Linked DNA regions of Mus musculus: all the other regions are linked to region 3. A link is a contact called in public HiCAR-type and promoter capture Hi-C data. All regions are on one chromosome and are shown on one strand. Each heading gives the region's core, a stretch centred on a gene start, on an enhancer-like site or on the middle of the called end of the contact. The rest is flanking DNA. Distances are from core to core; before and after follow the strand shown.

What was found. Promoter capture Hi-C pulls out the DNA fragments that hold promoters and counts their contacts. HiCAR-type assays count read pairs that join an accessible place to other places.
Region 1: a contact with region 3 is called in a promoter capture Hi-C map of liver, with 3 times the contacts expected there. The contact joins the promoter of Grifin here to the promoter of Radil in region 3. A contact is called at or near these places in 4 of 39 promoter capture datasets (the SN4741 cell line, embryonic stem cells, hippocampal neurons and 1 more).
Region 2: a contact with region 3 is called in a promoter capture Hi-C map of 3T3-L1-derived adipocytes, with 9 times the contacts expected there. The contact joins the enhancer-like site here to the promoter of Radil in region 3. A contact is called at or near these places in 7 of 39 promoter capture datasets (the 3T3-L1 cell line, 3T3-L1-derived adipocytes, cranial neural crest and 4 more) and 1 of 115 datasets of contacts at active chromatin or transcription factors (embryonic stem cells).
Region 4: a contact with region 3 is called in a HiCAR-type map of astrocytes, with 5 times the contacts expected there. The contact joins the enhancer-like site here to the promoter of Radil in region 3. A contact is called at or near these places in 5 of 39 promoter capture datasets (the 3T3-L1 cell line, cranial neural crest, liver and 1 more) and 2 of 115 datasets of contacts at active chromatin or transcription factors (astrocytes and embryonic stem cells).

What each region holds. Positions count from the first base shown.
Region 1 is chr5:140,563,723-140,566,422 of GRCm38.p6, reverse strand. Grifin (galectin-related inter-fiber protein) reads left to right here and starts at 1,356. Exons shown (of 5, transcript NM_030022.1): 1 at 1,356-1,381; 2 at 1,678-1,757; 3 at 1,831-1,990. The coding sequence starts at 1,370.
Region 2 is chr5:140,799,241-140,801,940 of GRCm38.p6, reverse strand. All of the region lies in intron 1 of Gna12 (guanine nucleotide binding protein, alpha 12), which reads left to right. Among named protein-coding and RNA genes, the nearest start is that of Gna12, 30 kb to the left of the region's middle. Within about 2 kb of position 1,415, at least 71 of the 459 cell types and tissues checked have an H3K27ac peak or open chromatin away from gene starts, as enhancers often do. A contact at or near this core is called in 3T3-L1-derived adipocytes and liver, where this site is marked.
Region 3 is chr5:142,549,711-142,552,410 of GRCm38.p6, reverse strand. Radil (Ras association and DIL domains) reads left to right here and starts at 1,313. Exons shown (of 15, transcript NM_178702.4): 1 at 1,313-1,431.
Region 4 is chr5:140,770,576-140,773,275 of GRCm38.p6, reverse strand. The region is part of intron 2 of Gna12 (guanine nucleotide binding protein, alpha 12); the gene reads left to right. Among named protein-coding and RNA genes, the nearest start is that of Gm30745, 22 kb to the right of the region's middle. Within about 2 kb of position 1,380, at least 68 of the 459 cell types and tissues checked have an H3K27ac peak or open chromatin away from gene starts, as enhancers often do. A contact at or near this core is called in astrocytes and pre-B cells, where this site is marked.

The DNA.
Region 1 (2,700 bases), core at 107-2,606, 2.0 Mb after region 3:
GCCTGCAGTCTCCTAGTGGGCCCTGCGGCCCAGGGCTTTAGTGTGTGTGGTTTTGAGAGACTGTCACAGGGACCTGGGACTTGCCAGGGTCTCCTGACTGGCTGGCTGGAGACCCCAGCACAGACCACTGTGTTCTGTGCCTTGCACAAGTGCTGGGCATCAAACTCAGATCCCCCTACTTGCGCAGCAAGCACTTACTGATGGTACTTCTTCCCCATGGCCCTCCAGGAAGGTGAGCATGTGGGGTCTGCAGACTCTGCACCCAGCCAGGCAGGTCCAGCAGGCTCACCCCAGGGAATCTCTGTTGCTCTGGGCTGCCCCCTGCAGGCTCAGCCAACCCTGCCATGCTAGTGAGCCATCTCTGTGTCCTGCTTGACCTTGGTACCCATAGCTCCCTGCCAGACTGTGTCCATCCGTGCAGCGGTATCTGGGAAGAGGCAAAGCAGGCCAGAGGCTCAGCCCTGCCAGGGCCTGGAGAGAAGAACGGTGGCAGAGGGGACCCACGGGGACAGGAGAAAAGGAGACACGTGCTTGTTACACACTCATCTGCAGGCTTTACCCCCAAGGCTCTGGGCCCCCACCACAGCTACACTGTGACCCAACTTCCCCCTTCAGAGAGTCCCAGAGGCCCCCATAACCGCCCCCACAGACTTGGGCTTCTCTCCTCCATCCTTGAGGTGGCCTCGAGGGCCCCAGTGGATCCTTCTCATTGGCTCAGCCCAAGAGGCAGCCGGCCAGGAGAGGCGTGGGGGTGTGGGAAAGGCCCTCCCCATCTGTAGACTGGACACTGGAATGTGCTGAGCAGAGCCAGGCCTAATCCCCATTCATCCCCTTGAGGCCACTGAGCCACTGCAGCGGGGCAGCCCTGGGATGGAAGGGGACTGGATCAGGGACACATTCCCAGTATGGTAGACAGTTGATGGATGGTCAGACTGAGGTCATAAGGTCAGCCAGGGTTCTATAGGAGGACACACTTTCTTCACTCTTTGAGACCGATGGGGTCAGTGTGAGGCTCTGGAGTATGGGAGTTGGGGGGGGCCCTGGTTACACCCTCCCTACAAAGATGGGTGATGTATCCCCAGATGTGCACAAGACCCTGAATAGTGCTGGTGGCAGAGCTAGGTAGACCTGGGGAAGTATGTTGAAAGGACCAGTGTATTCACTGATGAACCCAGGGCAAGAGCGCTGCCACTAAGCCATGTACCCAGCCCCCTCTCCAGCAGGGTTAGCCTGAGGGGGGAGGAAAAATGGGGCACAGAGGTCCATGTGACCCAGACAAGGCCCCTAGAGGTGGGGCCCCCATGCCCCGCCCCAGCGGGCTCTGCTATATCTCCAGCTGCCTCATCCCCACACCCAGTGGCTGAGGGCAATGACACTGCAGGTGGGTAAGATCCACAGCCCAGGGAGGTTGCAAATGCTGGAGAAGGAAGTGGAGTGGGGGGGTGGGCGCCTGGTGGGGCCACCTACTCCACTATAGAGCTGGGAATGTTTATAGCTTCTCCTCAGCCCCCAAGCAGAGAGGCTGTGGGGGTAAGGTTGGACCACCACACCCAGAGCAACATGGAAGTAGAGGCTTGGGCTTGGTGGGAGCCGGTGTCCCTGAATAAACAGCACACTTGATGGGGAGGAAGGAGGTTGCAGCCCTCTGGGGCTCTGTCCCCTGTGTTTTGCCTTCAGTTCGAAGCCTTCTGTGCAGGGGGTCTGGCCCCTGGCTGGAGCCTGACTGTCCAGGGACATGCAGATGCTGGAGAAGAGAAGTAAGAGCCTCCCTCGCTGGGGTCGGGACCCTCCAGCCACACTCCTGACCCTAATCACACTCTCCACCCATAGGTTCGAGATCAACTTCTTAACAGACGCCGGAGACATCGCCTTCCACGTCAAACCTCGATTCTCCAGCGCCACGGTGGTGGGCAATGCTTTCCAGGGAGGACGGTGGGGGCAGGAGGAGGTGTCCAGCATATTCCCACTGACTCTGGGAGAGCCCTTTGAGGTGATGGGGTCTGTGGGAGGAAGGAGAGGTGGGGTGGGACACCTAGGACCCGTGAAGACAGGGACTGCGGAGGATAAATGCATGGGCTGGTGCACCCTGCTGGGCCGAGTGGCCTCCTTTCACGGAGTTTGTTCACAGGGTGTCTCTCTCTCTCTGGCTACTAACCACCTTCTCTTGGTGAAAAGAGGGATCCCCAGCTAGGAACTCAGGACCAGGTGGTCCACACCATGCTTTGCCAAGTAGCCAGGGTTGTGTTTTATAAAATGCGGCAGGAGGGAGCACCTTGGTGGGCCAGGCCAATGAGCACCTTGGTGGGCCAGGCCAATGTGTCGTCGTCCCCGTCCCCCCCCCCCCCCCCGAGGAATCAGCACCGTGCAACAGGCCTAGTACAAAATGAAGTTTATTGGAGGGAAAGGAAGGCAACGTGGAAAGGGGATAGTGGCAGAGAAAAGGGGGCAGAGAAGGACAGAAAGACAGAGGAGAGAAGACAGAAAGAGGAAGAAAGGTAGAGGCTGGCTGAGAACACGTGGAGAAGAGAGAGAAGAGAGGGAGAGAGGGAGAGACAGAGACAGAGAGACAAAGAGGAGCCAAGCTGAATGAATAGTCCTGGCTCACACTTGGCTGCTGTTGGGTGGAGCCTGGAGAGATTGCTGACAGCCAAGAAGGCTTCTGTGGTTGGGGCCCAGAGACACCCCCCACACACACACACT
Region 2 (2,700 bases), core at 166-2,665, 1.8 Mb after region 3:
GTCGAGGGGCGGTTGCAGGCCAGGCTGGCTCCACCAGATGCCGTCAACACTGCTTCTCAAGGGACTTATCCAAGGTCTGGAAAACCACACAGCTTATTTTAGATTAATGAACAATGCACAGTAAATATATCATTGGATCTTACTGAGTATGTGTGCTGCAAAAAGAAGGAAAGGGTGATGAAGGGACACCAGGACCTGTCTCCTGCAGGGATGGGAGACATTCAGCTGGTGGCTTAGTGCTCACTGGTCTGGGAAGCAGGAGCTGGCACACCATGTCGTGAACCACATTCATTGTGGTTTCTGTGAAAAGAAACAAGAAAGTCAGATAAGAGATTTAGGATCAGACAATTCAAATCATGTCAGGTGCCACAGAATATTCCCTGCTTGTCAAGTACCTGCCCTAGGTGACTAGAGCAGAGGAATAAAGAATCAAGCAGGGAAAAGCCAGGGGAACTTCAAAGAGGTGCCTCTGAGTATGTGGTCTGTGTTGGCTGGTCAGACATGAAGTGTTATCACAGAGGATGTCTTGTCCTGGAAAGGGCCATGTCTCTCCCATCAGCAAGGCTTCAGGTGTCATAACACCAGAGATGCAGAAAATGGATTCGCCTGTGAGTCTTGGGTGCCAAGAAATGTGAGATCCACCATCATCCTGTCCTAGTTAGACAGGCAGCAGCCTGAGGAGCCACAGGACAGGCCCTCAGAAATGCTCAGCCTGGGCTCCGGCCCCCAAGACCTTGAATCAAGAGGTTTGGGATTCAGCTTCCCCAGGTGATTCTGAGACTGAGGGAAAGGATTCAGTGGCTCCTGGGGAGCCACTGACACAGGCAGTCACACAGGGAGCAGAAAGAACCAGCGCCCTGGGGTCAGCTGGAAAGAACATGGCAGCCAGAAAGCAATCCATAGAGGCAAACGTCAGTCTGCTATTACGGATGAGACCCACCACACACTGACTACAGTGACTTATACCTTTTATGACAGTAGTTTACTAAGGAGGGACTTGAACTTCAGGGGGACATTTCATTTGCAATGCAAAGTCAGTTTCTGACCAGTGGTTTTGCCTACCTGTCCCCTAAGAGACAGCCATGTACAGAAGTATCTGTTTGTCCTGGTGTGAACTCAAGTCACCATAGCTCATCCCCTCCCTTCCGTACAACCCATAGTTCCTGACTGAGGACAGTGTGGAGAGAGACCTTAATTCTATCCTTTGGTTTTGACAGTCTGATGTTGGCCTGCTCCTAAGGCTTTGAGGTTTGGGCTTCCCTGTGGATGCAGACTGAATTACAGGCTTCTTAGCATCGCCCAGCCCTGGAGAAGGCAGTCTCTGATGACCTCAGAGTAAGCAGGCAAACACAGCTTCGTACAGTCCTGGCTTTCCCCTAGACCTGGTGCTGCGGTAAGGGTAAGGCAAGAAGTGTCCTCAGTTTCATTGGCATCTTGACCAGTGGTGACTAAATCTGAGAGTGGCTTTGTTGTCCACACATGGGTAAACCGTGTGACAGAAGTCCAAGCTCCCAAATGGGCAGTCTCCAACTGGGCAGTCTCCAACTCTATTTTGGCAAACTGACAAAGAATTTTTCTTTTAGGTGCTAGAGATGCAACCCAGGGCTTCGTGCATGTAAAACAAACACTTTACCACTAAATTATACTGCAGTCCTCAAAGGGGTGTGTGTGTGTGTGTGTGTGTGTGTGTGTGTGTGTGTGTGTACAACCTTTGATGTTCCTCATGTGCTGGCCACCTTGTGTTTTGAGTCAAGGCTGGCTGGCCAGTCAGACCAGTGAAATCCATTTCCAGCCCTGAGATTACAAATATCTTACTATTCCCAGGTTTTGTTTTTAGTGTAGGCTCTGGGGATTGAACTCAGGCCCTTAAGCTTGTAGGCAAGCACTATCCTAGCCCTCTTTAAGCAAAAAAGTTGTGTGTGTGTGTGTGTGTGTGTGTGTGTGTGTGTGTGTGTGTATGATAATGTATGCATGTATGACGGTTGAGGACATACATTTGTGGATACATATGTGTCAGTGTGGAGACTTGAGTTGACAGTGGATGTCTTCCTCCACTTTATTGAGGCAAAGTCTCTCACTGAACACAGCGCTTGCCAAATGGTTAGTCTAGCTAGCCAAGTACTGGATTGCAGGCAGTAGCCATGTCTTCCCAGTTCTGTCCTCATATTAGCATGACATACGATTTTTCCACTAGGCAAGCTCTTCAGCCTCCTTAAATTTTTCTTAAATAAGACTACAGAGAGAATTTCTTGTGCACTGTGTAGAAGCTTCATCTGTCAGTTACATAAAACAACAGCCTTGACATTAAACTTCTTCTGGTTGCAAATTATTTTATTCACTTTCAAACGGTATTCAGGGAAAAATCTAAAAGGCCCATGGAAGTGTAGGCCACAGCTTCAGCCCAGGGCACACCACCACTGTGATACCTGCCCTCCACATAGTCATGGCCTCTCCAATGTTTTGTTTAATTTTGTAAAAATGCAAAGCTCAGGGCCTATGCCCATGAGATGTCTTCAGCCAGGGAAACTGCCACAGCTTCTTCCACGGCTGGCTTTTCAACTTAGGGTCAGCTTCAGTGCCACTCTCTTTGTGGCCTTCTGGCAGCTTGTTTTTGACAGTTCCTTCCCACAGACAGCTGCCTCGCATGGAGCAGAACACAATGTGGTGCTGCAGGCTACCCTGCCTTTCCCCTGACTTGTC
Region 3 (2,700 bases), core at 64-2,563:
CATCCAGGCAGGCATAGTGCTGGAAGAGGAACTGAGAGTTCTGCATCTCGATCCGCAGGCAGCAGGAGGCTGACCATATGTCATACTAGGTGTAGCTTGGGCATAGGAGACCTCAAAGTCCACCCCCACAGTGACACACTTCCTCCAACAAGACCACACCTCCTAATAGTGGCACTCTCTATGGGCCAAGCATTCAAACACAGAAGTGTATGGGGCCATATCTATTCAAACCACCCAGTGAGGAACTGTATTAAAGGGTTGCAACATTAAGGAAAGTTGAGAACTACTTCTCTACAGTATAGTTCTTGACAAACTGCCCACAAAAAGATATACTTCTCGGGTTAGGGTGTGCAGTTTGAGATCACTGAACATACCAGAGAGAAGTCAAAGCAAAATACATTATTTGGGTCAAGGACCTAGAGCTGATTTGGTCCCATTTTGCATGGTTTAAAGTTAGTCTGCCATAATTTGACTTGTGTTTTTAAAATTCTGGCTGCTTAGGGTTGAAGTGATTCAGTTGGTAGAGCATTTGTATTGCATACATGAGGCCCTTGGTTCGATCCCCAGAACTACATTAACTAGGCATGGTAGTGCAAGCTTGTAATTCCAACACAAGGACAATGGAGGTAATAGCATCAGGAGTGCAAGGCCAGCCTTGGTCACATGGAGTTTGAGGCCAATCTGGCATCTATGAGACCCTATCTAAAATGTAAAATAAAATTCTACGAAGGATACATTAAAATTAAAGAACTGGGGTTAAATGCTGACAACACACACTATATACACGTATGCAATTGTCAATGAATAAATAAAAATATATTCAATAAAATAAAAGTCTGGCCTTCCTGTCCCTGGTCAGTTTCATGCATATTCAGTTATGTACCTGTCCATCTTTGTCCACCCCTCCACCTTCGTCCACTAACTGGGGTGGAGGCCAAACACCACCTACTTGATCATAGAGTACACAACCCCAAAGCAGGGGGGCCCAAGAACAGGCCACGCCCTTCTTTCCTGCAGCCCCGCCCCTTGAGATACCACGACTCGACTTTGGGAAACTAGCCCCGCCCCCTTGCCGAGGCCACGCCCACTCAAAGGCCACACCTCTTAGAGAATCGTTCTTACCGTTGGGGACCAGAAGGGGGCGCTAGCGCACAGCCTATCTTTCTCGGTCGGCCAGGCCCGCCCTAATACATGTGACCCCGCCCACTCGAGGCTCCGTCTCTGCCCATTGGGCGCTGAGGTGTCAAGTTTCTGTTCGTCTCGCCCGACTCCCCGCCCTTAGAGGCTCCGCCCCCAGAGGCCCCGCCCCTTCGGAGGCCTCGCCCTGTCCGTTGCGCGGCCGGCAGGAGGCGCTTCGAGCCGGGCGCCAGCTCGGCTAACGGCGGGCGTGGGAGCCGCGCGCGGGGGACGCAGCTGACAGGCTGCGCTGAGGTGAGTGCGGGGCGCGAGAAGGAAGGTCAGCAGAGGCCGAGGATGGCCCAGGAGGTGCGGCTGGGCCACTGCGGGGACCCGCGGAGGGTGCGGAGACCGCGGGCTGAGACACGGGTGGCGGGGCACGCGCTGGGGCGGGGCCGCGCTGGTCACGGTCCCCACGGCGAGTCCGGGCGCGATGGAGGCAGGCTTGCTCGGTTGCCATGGAAACCGGCGAGCGCACGGGGCCTGGAGCGGCCCGGGGGAGCTGCACCTGAAGGCCGGGTGGGCGCGGGTTGCGTGGCCCCGTGGACTTCCAGGGGCAATCCGGGTTCCGTCACTCGTGGCCAAGGGACCTTTCCAGGCCTCAGTTTACCTGGTAGTGCTTTGGAGGTGCAATCTAACCTGGAACAACCCGAAAGAGCTCAAGGCGGGAGTCCCGCACTCGCCCACCAGGATGGTGGTGACACCCCCGCCTACACCCGTCCCGCATCGCGTCTCCTCCCCATCGGTGTGCCCGCGAGAGGCATTGTTTCTCCAGCTATTTCTGTATCATTTCCAGCCAGTCCCCCGACAAGTGCCGCGCCTGAGACAGATGCTGAGCTGGAGCTCCGAGGCCCTCAAAGGGATCTGGCTTCTGTCCCTGGGGAGCCCTGGGATGGGGGCCTGACAGGCTGCAGACCTGCCCGGCCCAGCCTCTGTCGCCTGTCGAGTGTTTGGTTAATCTGAATTACCAAAAAGAATTTGATTACTGGTGTCTCTCGGTGCTGCGGGCCACCTCTTGTGCATTCCAGAGAGGAGCTTCTCTTTAATCCTGCTGGGAGAAGTCAGTCCCTTTTTGCTAAGTGACTAGCGGCCCAAATGAAACCTGATTGAATTATGCTTGCCTTTAAAGCCGCCCTCCAGCTGGAGCCATAAAGATAGGATTTGTGGATGAGGGGAGGAGGCTAATGCGCCGTCTGCAAAGTTGACTGCTCAGTTTTTCTTCTGTTGGAATGATAATGTGTTCCACATTGTCCTGTTGGAACAGAGACGTCCCTCCACCCATGTCAGCCGTCGTTGACCTCACTGCCTGCCTGGTCTCTGTGACTTAACCTTACTTTTTTTCCTTTTCTTTCTTTTTTCTCTTTTCTTCCTTTCTTTTTTTCTTTTTTAAAAAAGCAGAATCGGAGAACAAGAAAAGAGACAATTTCTGAGGCAGCCACGGCGAGAGCCCTGCGTGTACTCTTGACTCTCTGGGACCTGAGCTGTCCTCAAATGTTTGTGTGTCAGAGGCGAGAATGAGGCAGA
Region 4 (2,700 bases), core at 131-2,630, 1.8 Mb after region 3:
TTGTGAAAAGTGTTACTGGAGTGGTGTGGAAGTCATGCTCCTGAGCCAGTAACCTCTGCACAGCATCTCAGCTGACAGAGGATGAGGATAGGCCCGGAACCTAAGCTCTGCTGGGCAAGTGCAGTGCCGAAGCCTTGAGGAGCCTCTGCAAAGTTCAGGCCAGCCTCCTTAGAGTAAACGTCTTTGGGGGGCTGGAGAGATGGCTCAGCGGTTAAGAGCACCGACTGCTCTTCCGAAGGTCCTGAGTTCAAATCCCAGCAACCACATGGTAGCTTATAACCATCCGTAATGGGATCTGATACCCTTTTCTGGTACGTCTGAAGACAGCTACAGTGTACTTACATATAATAAATAAATAAATCTTTTTTTTTTTTAAGTTGTCTTCATAGGAGAGCTGGGTCTGTGGCCCGAAGTCAGGTGCTCATCTGTCCATCAGTGGAAGGTGGCTAGTGACCTTGTTGCAACAAGGCCCTGCTGGCTGGGGAGGGAGCCCTGGGTGCCTAGGCTCCTAGAGTGGGCAGAGATGGTGGCCAGAGGTTGGTTGGGAAAGCCACCGTGAAGGCACAGTCCCTGGGTGTCCCCACTTTCTCCTTGTCTGGTTTGGGAGCTCTCAGGTGACTCCTGCTAGAAAGCACTGTCCAGGTTTGTGGTTGTTCTTACGCTGATGTTCAAAAAGTTATAGTGTCTCTATTACCATTTCTTGGTATTGGTTGGTTGATTTTGTTTGAGGGGGTGGCTTTTTACTTTGAGCTAACGTCAGGCCTAGAGAAGAGCTACAAGAGCTATTCTGAGTGCTCCAGTGCGGTGCACCGCTGTCTGGGCCTAGTCTCCTTCTTTCTTCCTGTTCCCCTTCTTCCTCCTCCCCTTCTCTCCCATCTTTCCCCTGTCATGTTTTCTGTGGTGTTTTCTAACCCTTGCAGCAACTGTAAGGATCGAGTTAAGATCTTGATAAACTTTCTAACAGGCAACAAGTTTAATTCTTCCCCATTCCCCTCTCTCGTGAGACATGGTAGAAAACGCCTTTTTTCCTCCCTCCCTCCCTCCCTTCCTCCCTCCCTCCTTCCCTTCCTCCTCTTTATTTTGTCTCAGAGACTGTCAAACTCCGAAGCCTATGCTGGTCTTGAACCCTGGTGACTGTTTTTTGGCTGGGCCAGTGAGTGCTGGTATTACAGGCTGAGCCACCACATTTGGCTCTATCTTCATCTAGGGAAGGATTCTATCTTACATGAGAAAGAATTCTGTGGGGCTGGGGAGATGGCTTGGTGGTTTAAAGCGCCCACTGCTCTTACAGCAGACACCGGTTCTTTATAGAGCAGGCTTCATTTCCTCCCTGCCTTGAGGAAATGGGGATCCACTTCGGGAATCCCCCGCTCCAGCAGCACAAGCTGCAGCCCCCCACTTCCTTCCCAGAGGCCCCAGAGGGGGGACTGGCTACTCTCCTCTGAGGACCTTTGAAGGGAGCTTGCTGGAGCTTGTAGTTCCATTTAGGGCTCTTACCCAGTTTCCTTTTAATTGACATGCAGGGTCTGTTTAACTTCCTGCTGCTATTTTGTCAAATAGCTGTGGTTTAATAAAGATGCACACGGCCTGTAACAGACTGTATAATTGGAGCGTTCCTACCCTGCAAGCTGAGGCTCTGAAGTAGATCTTAGCCCTGAACCTGCACTGAGCTACTCAGGATTATTAAACGGAGATGATTAATCCTCCTCCCAAGCAAGGCAGGAGCTGTCTTAAGTAAATAAGCAGGCTTTGTGGAAACTTTGTTCTTTTTCTTCAGTTTTTTAGAAGTGTATAATTCAAGGACTTTTCAGTAAATTTCCCCAAGTTGTGCAAACATCACCCTAAAACCATTTTTAAAACATTTCCATCACACCAGTGAGATCCATCCCACCCATGCACATTGGCCCCAGCTCCCAGCCCAGACAGTCCTTCAGCCATCTTCTGCCTGTAGACTCCCTGGGTGTTTCCTGTAAATGCAGTCATACAATAGCTGCCTTCTTTTTGTTGTTTTATTGTGCTGCTGTGGGGCAGGAGGAGAAGGAGACTCACAGTGCCCATGTACATGTAGAGGCCAGAGATTAATGTCACTATCCTGTCAACTCTTCATCTTTGCTTTGTATTGTCTTGAGACAGGGTTTTGTGTCGCCCTGGTTGGTCAGGAATTCACTAAGTAGACCAAGCTGGCCTTGAACTCACAGAGATGCACCATGAGTGCTGACATTAAAGGAATGACCACCACATCTGATTCCTCCGGCTTTTTTTTTTAAGCATTTTTAATTTTATTTATTCGGGGTGGGGGGTTGCTCTCATGTGTATCTGTGCACCATGTGTATACCTGGTACCCAAAAGATTCTAAGGGAGACCCTTGGATCCCCCAGGAACTGGAGTTACAGGGAAAGGGTTGTGAGGCACCTCATAAGTGCTAGGAATGAACCCTGAGTCCTGTGCAAGAGCTGCCAGTGCTCTGAAAGCTGAGTCAACTCCAGACCTATCTTATATTTAGAGGCAGGGTCTCTCACTAAACCTGGAGCTCACCAATCGGTAGACTGACTACTAGCCATCACTACTCCCAGTGCTGGAGTTTCAAACACACACTGCCATGCCCTGGTTTTTCCGTGGGTTCTGAGGATACTTCACCTGCTGAGCCAAACCCCCCAGCCGGCCCATAGATGACTGCTTTAATTTACCATTAACATGTTT